Linked DNA regions of Ovis aries: region 1 is linked to region 2. The links are chromatin contacts, called in public Hi-C maps. All regions are on one chromosome and are shown on one strand. Each heading gives the region's core, a stretch centred on a gene start, on an enhancer-like site or on the middle of the called end of the contact. The rest is flanking DNA. Distances are from core to core; before and after follow the strand shown.

Region 1 (3,593 bases), core at 1,082-3,581, 360 kb before region 2:
TTTCTCCTCCGGCACTCTGGATCCCCTTACACCTTTTCAGCCAAGTAACACTCAGTTATTCTGTACCCTCGATGGCTCTCTGTCACCTGGGTCATCCTCTTCGACGTCCAAGCATGTTCAATAAACACTCTGCCTCGAAAGAAAGAAGGAAAGGCCCCTCCGGCTCTCTCCCCTCACCACGCCACACTGGACTTCTCTAAGGACGTGTCTCCATGACCCTGGTGCCAAATCTGAGGGACAGTTTCCAGTCCTCAGCTTTGCCTGACTTCCCAACAGCATTCGTGTGGTTGGTTGCTCGTCCCTTCTCTGTTCCTTGAAGGCTTCTCCTCCTTTGGATCTTTCTTTGTGTATTTATTTGGCCACATTAGGTCTTAGTTGCGGCACGTGGGATCTCCAGTTGAAGCACGTGCGGTCTAGTTCCCCGACCAGGGATCGAACGTGGGCCCCCTGTATTGGGAGCACAGGGTCTTAGCCACTGGACCACCAGGGATGTCCTCCTTTGGTTTTTCATGGTACTAGATTCTGCCTCCATTGGTTTTAAGCCTTCTCTCGTTTGCAGGCTTATCCTGCAGTGACCTGTCCAAGCTCGTTGGGGCTACGTTCTTGCCCGCTTTTCCTTCCCGTCTCCCCGGGCAGTCCTGTTTGTGACTTCAGCCTCCGCCTCTCCCCCAGTGGAGCCACATTCCAGGCTTCTGAGACAGCGACCTCCTCGGCGTCTCCTCTTGGTTTCCTTGAACTGTGGTCACACCCCACGTCTTCAACCGCCTTGGACACTGACGTCTTACCAGCTTCCCTGTTGACTCTTGTGAAGCCGACAAAACAGGTGTCACTCCTGACCCATCTTTCAGGTCACTGATTCAGCCTATCAAAGTCTGGTTGATTTTGCTTCTGAAATAGCTCTTGAAACCTTCTCTACTTTTCTCCATTTTTTCCCCCACTATCTGTAGGCAATGAAGTGTAGTAGCCAAGAGGGTGGTCTCTGCAATTAGACCTCTGCGTGCCTCATTTTTCATCTGTACAGTGGGTGTAATAATAGTATCTGTCTCATAGGGGTCTCTGCAAGCCTCATTTTTCATCTGTACAATGGGTGTAATAATAGTATCTGTCTCATAGGGTTTCTGTTAGGATTAAATGAGTGAACCCACACAAAGCAATTAGTGCCCAGTATGTGGAGTTGGAGAAGGAAATGGCAACCCACTTCAGCATTCTTGCTTGGGAAATCTCACGGACAGAGGAGCCCAGCAGGCTTCATTCCATGGGGTGGCAAGAGTCGGACACGATTTGGCGACTAAAGCACCACCACTATAGTATGGGGGAATTCCCTGCCACTAATGCCCACCTGGACCTGCAGAGCAGCTCCTCAAATTCATTACAGTCCCTCTGCAGCCTTCTCCTTGTCACCAGAATAATCTTTTTGAAACTCAACTACGACTCTGTCGGCTCCTTGCATATAGCATGGGAATGGCTTCCCGTTGCCCCCAGAGAAAGGGTGGAAAAGCCTTAACACACTTGGGGACATGGCAGGACTTCACTCACCAGCTTCTCCAGCAGCATCAGGCACCCCTGCCTTCCCTGAGCCCACACTCTGCCCTGGGCCTCCTCTCAGCTCCACGATCACTTTGATCACCTGCACCCTTGTTCCCGCGTCCCTGCTCGGGCTCTCGCCCCTCCCCTGGTCTCCTAGTCATTTGTCCGGTTGCAGCTCAAAGTCGCTTTCTCAGGCAGCGTCTTTGAACACCACCCAGACCATTTCCAGGCAGTCCCTTGGTTACACAGAGTAGTCCTCCTCTCTTCCAGACAAGAGTCGGACACTTGGGCTTCCCTGGTGGCTCCGTGGTCGAGAATCTGCCCAGCATTGTAGGAGACACGGTGCGATCCTTAGGCCTGGAAGAGCCCATGGAGAAGGAGATGGCAACCCACTCCAGTATCGCCTGAGAAATCCCGTGGACAGAGGAACCCTGGTGGGCTGCAGTCCATGAGGTTGCAAAGAGTCGGACACGACTGAGCGACTAAACAACAAAGTGGATTTATTTAAGCTCCATTTCATTTTCCATATCCCCTCTGTTGAATTAATCAATGTAGCAGTATAAGATAGAACTTACAACTGCATATTCAATCTTTTGGTTGGAATCTGAGGGACTTAATTCCTGCTCTGTCAGCATCTCCTGAAAATGGTGGTTGTTTTGTTTAATCAACAAACGCAGAAGTGTATGTTACTGAGATGCTTAGTTTTCAAGCCCCTGACTCCTGTGCGTTTTGTGTCCATAACTCCTCCATCCCTTCTGAGAAGGTCCAAGGAGCCCGTCGAAATGGTCGGAACAGCAGCTTCTGACCACAAGATGGCGTCAGATTTCAGGAATTAGCCAGAGTCCATTGCCTGTCGGGGTGTGTTCCTTTAAGAAGACGTTAAAGGGTTTGATAATTATGTGGCACCGTGTTTTGCGTCATAGGTATTTAGCTTAATCCCCTTTACCTAAAGCAGCTAAGTGAGCGTATAAATCTTTGATCAGACTGGAAGGGGAGGGGGGTTATTCATCGCTAGGTCAGGACAGATGTAAACCAGGGCTATTCGGGCTGTCCAGGGACTTCTTTCCACTCCATTTAGAGCGGAGGCCAGCCAGATGACAATGTATTTACAGACCCTCCGATGAGGGCTTGAAGTCAGAGACAGAGGAGCCCTCCCAAACAGCGCCTGAACTCCACCGACAAAAGTGTGACTCCAGAAACCAGTCAGTTTCAGGAGGGGTGGGGAGAAGGATGCTTGGTCCAAAGGCCCCCATGTTTACTTGTGGGTGCAGCATCCTTACCTTGGGGATATGCCTTAGGACCATAAGGGCTCTGTGTAGATAGGAAGTGCCTTTGATTTGCCCAGGAGCCTGGCAGGCTGCAGCCCGTGGGGTAGGTTGCAAGAGTCGGGCACGACTTAGCTCACTAATAACTGCAGCTTAGCTAACTAAACAACAGCAACAGCAGTTTCATATCTTGCGTTCCCAAGCTCTGTGGGATTGAGGAAGGCAAGGAACATGTCACCCCTCCTTTATAAAAGAGATTGAGGTTCAAGCGGGTGAAGTAACTCGGCCGTGTGTGTGATGGTGCCAAACCCTGGACCCCCGCCTTGTTACTTAGAGAAGGGAAACTGTTTCTTTTTAATTTAAAGCATCCAAATCACCTTAGGTCATTCAGCACAGAGGAGAACGTGTAATGTTCAAATACAAACACGGCACGCAGCCCACACCTGTAAGAGCCTGCCCAGCGGGATAAGCTCGTGGAGAAAGTCACCGTGTGTCTCCTTTCTCCTCTGCGCTCCAGACCACGGCCGGCCTCTGTGTCCTGAGGGCTGGCCTTCCTCACCCCAGGAGGGTCTCAGCAAGCTGGGCTCACTGGGGTTCTGATGGTCCAGCAGGGAGAGGGACCTGCAGTGGGTCAATGGGAAAGGGACACTTGGGGAGAGTGACCCAGTTGGCTTCCCGGGGACCAAAGGCCGAGCTGTGTGTCCTGTTCTCACGCAGCCCTGGGAGGTGGCAGGCCTCCGATGGGGGTGACCTGCGGGTTCTGGGGATCCGAAGGCTTGGCTCAGGGTTTGGAAAGTGCAG
Region 2 (3,294 bases), core at 236-2,735:
TTTCTATCTCAAATGACTGTAATTCAAGTGTCTTCGAATAACATTATTGTTCTTCCCTTTTGTTTGACCATTCTAGGAATATATAGACAGTTTTTCCTAGACAAAAGTTTTAAGGCCTTTTCAACCTGTTAAATGCTGTAACCGTAGTTTAAATGTTTCCTCCTTTTATGATTTGAGTGTACTTTTAAAGTCAGACTCTTAGATCCCACTATATATATATATAGCAATAAGATAAAAGTGTTGAACCAGAGCCTCAGGGCGCTAAGGTGCCTGAGATTCTCTCATTCTCAGAAGTGCCTGATACCTAAAAAATTTTCTTGGAACAGATGTCAGGTTCATCTTCCACTTTTATTAGATGTCAAAATACTAGTCTCCAGATAACTTTACAGTTTTATTCAAATACTTAAACCAGTAGATTGTAAAGTACATTATTCAAAATTCTGATATTATTTATGACATGTAAGAATTCATTTTACTGAAAGAAATAAAAGTTTATTTAATATTAACTTTTTCTTGAATAATTTAGAAATTATATTAAATTGTGTAGTTTTTCTATATTATTATTTCTGATTATCAATATATTGTGTCATATGTTTTTAAAAATACTGATGGGATCTGGCCGAGTCAACACCCAGCTGAGAGATTACAGTAATGAATGATTCATTTTTTATGAACATACCTTGTGTCAGTTAAGCAGTGTATACCATAAATACGTATTTTGCAGTCGAATTGAAAAGCCTGTTATTCGGTTTTGTGGGTGAGTGTGGTATGGTAGGGTGTAGCTGGTAACCAGTCACGTGGAAACTCTTTCCTGCTGCTGCTGCTGAGTCGCTCAGTCGTGTCAGACTCTGCCACCCCATAGACGGCAGCCCACCAGGCTCCCCCGTCCCTGGGATTCTCCAGGCAAGAACTCTGGAGTGGGGTGCCATTGCCTTCTCCAATGCATGCAAGTGAAAAGTGAAAGTGAAGTCACTCAGTCGTGTCAGACTCTTCGCGACCCCATGGACTGCAGCCCACCAGGCTCCTCCGTCCATGGGATTTTCCAGGCAAGAGTACTGGAGTGGGGTGCCATTGCCTTCTCCGAACTCTTTCCTAGAAAACTGTAAAATGAGAATGCCTGGTGACTTGCTGTTTGGCTCACGGGGAAAGCGAGCCCAGCCGTGCAGCGTGCCTCGGGAGTGAACGTGTTGTCTCTCCTCTCTCGCCAGGTGCAGCCGTGGCCGGCATTTACCGAGTGGCCGGGAAGAACATGGCCCCCTTGGAAGCCCTGGTGTGGGGCGTTGGACAGACAGTACTGACGCTCATCATCTCCTTCTCAAGGATCCTCGCCACACTCTGAGGTTTCTGTGAGAATGTCTTTACTTCACATAAGGAAACAGACGTACAGATTCTCTGAAAACGGCGTCGTTAGCGAGTGGGCGTGAGATCGTACAAGGACGTGGAAGGAGCAGGTCGAAACCCAAGGCCTTGGGCCGTGTGGGAAGATCGCCCTCTGGTGTTCAATGATTGCACTACCGCACCGCACCTTACGTGCCTCCGTCCCGGGCAAGGCGCACCGCTGCGTGACGCTACAAGAAAAAGCACCTTGTTTAGCTGCCAATCAGGTTAACACTGGTGTTGAATCATCATTCTTAACAGTGTTGTGTTAAGTTACAGGGACGTTTTGAAGAACTGATACATGTGCCAAACTCTTTTTTTTTTTAACATTGATCATGTGAAACTTGCAAGTGTAGCTGTAGATGAGTGCTGTGAACATATTTGACATGAATTCAGGTGATGTAGTGAGAAATTTTGTTTTGTAATGCTAAATCCTGTATGAGTGCTGAATATCATCATTTATGAGACAAATTACCTGATTTTTAATGTTGAACGTTTCTGGGATTTAGGGCTTTCATATAAACTAGGTATTTATTGTTATTTACTTTACATGGAAAATGATACTGAATGGAAAACTGCTAGACTCTTTTAAGGATTCAAAGTAGATCTGTAGGGTGCATCCTTTTCACTCACTCAAATAACACTCTTTAATAGTTTCCCTCATACGTAAACATTCTGTTGCTATGAATTTAAAAACTTTTGGGGTCACACATATTGATTGTAGTTTGTGTGTCATGAAAATTTAATTTGAAAATTTTCTTATAAATTTTGTAAGAAAAGTCTGAAATGCACATCCTATTCTTGATCCTTCTGAAGAAAGTTTCTGCCATGTATCTCATGGAGAAAACATCTTTACAACTAGTATCTCAGTGGGATTATATTACTTATTGCATATATCTTATTTTTGACTAAACGTAAGCAGTCTCTCATCCTGGAGTATCAAATATATATAAAGAGTGGCCTAAATTAGGCTGTGAAAACAAGAAGCCTCACTTGTAAGGAACAAGTTAAGAAACAAGTCATATAGGAAGAATAATAAATGATCTTATTTTGAGTATGGTAGCATCATAATTTCTCTAAGTAAAAATTGGGGAATATAGTAAATAATTTTAAAATTTGGCAGTTATTCTCAGCATATCAGTATAGTGTTGAACATATATTTAAGTGATTCAGTTTTTCAACTCTTGTTTTATTTTGTTATTTAAATTTACTAGCATCTACAATGACATTTATTAGAATGAAAAAGTTATTAGTATAAAACATTTTAAGAGGTTTTGGCAATATGTAATTGTATTTGAGAGTATAAGTAAGGGAAGCATAGAAACTGGTTGAATTCATCTCCTACTGAGACTTTTTGAGTACTAGATACAATTATACATTGTTGTTTAGTTGCTATTCATGTCTGGCTCTTTGCAACCCCATAGACTGCAGCCCCTCTCAGGCTCCTCTGTCCATGGGATCCTCCAGGCAAGAATACTGGAGTGGGTAGCCACTTCCTCCTCCAGGGCATCTTCCTGACCCAGGGATTGAACCCGCATCTCCATTCTTGACCACTGCACCACCTGAGAAGCCCGTGATTATATATATGTTAATTCAAAAGAAGAGCCAGTTGCAGAAAATAGGAAGTTATGGACAATCCAAAAGATAATCTCCACACTCTAGCCTCGCTCTTCTATAATCTAACTGGGTAACAAGGAAGTTTCTACTAGGTCCCAATCAGATTTAAGACCTTTGTCGCCCACACCACCTTTTCTCTACCAAAAAGCAGAATATATCAGCAACTCGATGATGTGTTGGGGGTATTTTTCCAGTATGAAGCCAGTTTGGGGCAGGGTAGTTTTAATAACACTGTGGTTTGGAAATCTGTTTTAAAAGAAGCCAAGAAGCAACTATGCATTCTTAGAGATCTTTAAAGAA

The links. Hi-C and Micro-C count contacts between places; a contact is called where the count stands out from the background.
Region 1: a Hi-C map of hypothalamus shows a contact between it and region 2, with 4 times the contacts expected there. The contact joins two enhancer-like sites. A contact is called at or near these places in 2 of 16 Hi-C or Micro-C datasets (hypothalamus and tail adipose tissue).

Annotation. Positions count from the first base shown.
Region 1 is chr20:44,358,394-44,361,986 of ARS-UI_Ramb_v3.0, reverse strand. No RefSeq gene overlaps it. Among named protein-coding and RNA genes, the nearest start is that of SMIM13, 26 kb to the left of the region's middle. Within about 2 kb of position 2,331, at least 15 of the 54 cell types and tissues checked have an H3K27ac peak or open chromatin away from gene starts, as enhancers often do. A contact at or near this core is called in hypothalamus, where this site is marked.
Region 2 is chr20:44,002,307-44,005,600 of ARS-UI_Ramb_v3.0, reverse strand. It overlaps TMEM170B (transmembrane protein 170B), which reads left to right. Exons shown (of 3, transcript XM_027958480.3): 3 at 1,209-3,294. The coding sequence ends at 1,339. Among named protein-coding and RNA genes, the nearest start is that of TMEM170B, 32 kb to the left of the region's middle. Within about 2 kb of position 1,485, at least 9 of the 54 cell types and tissues checked have an H3K27ac peak or open chromatin away from gene starts, as enhancers often do. A contact at or near this core is called in hypothalamus, where this site is marked.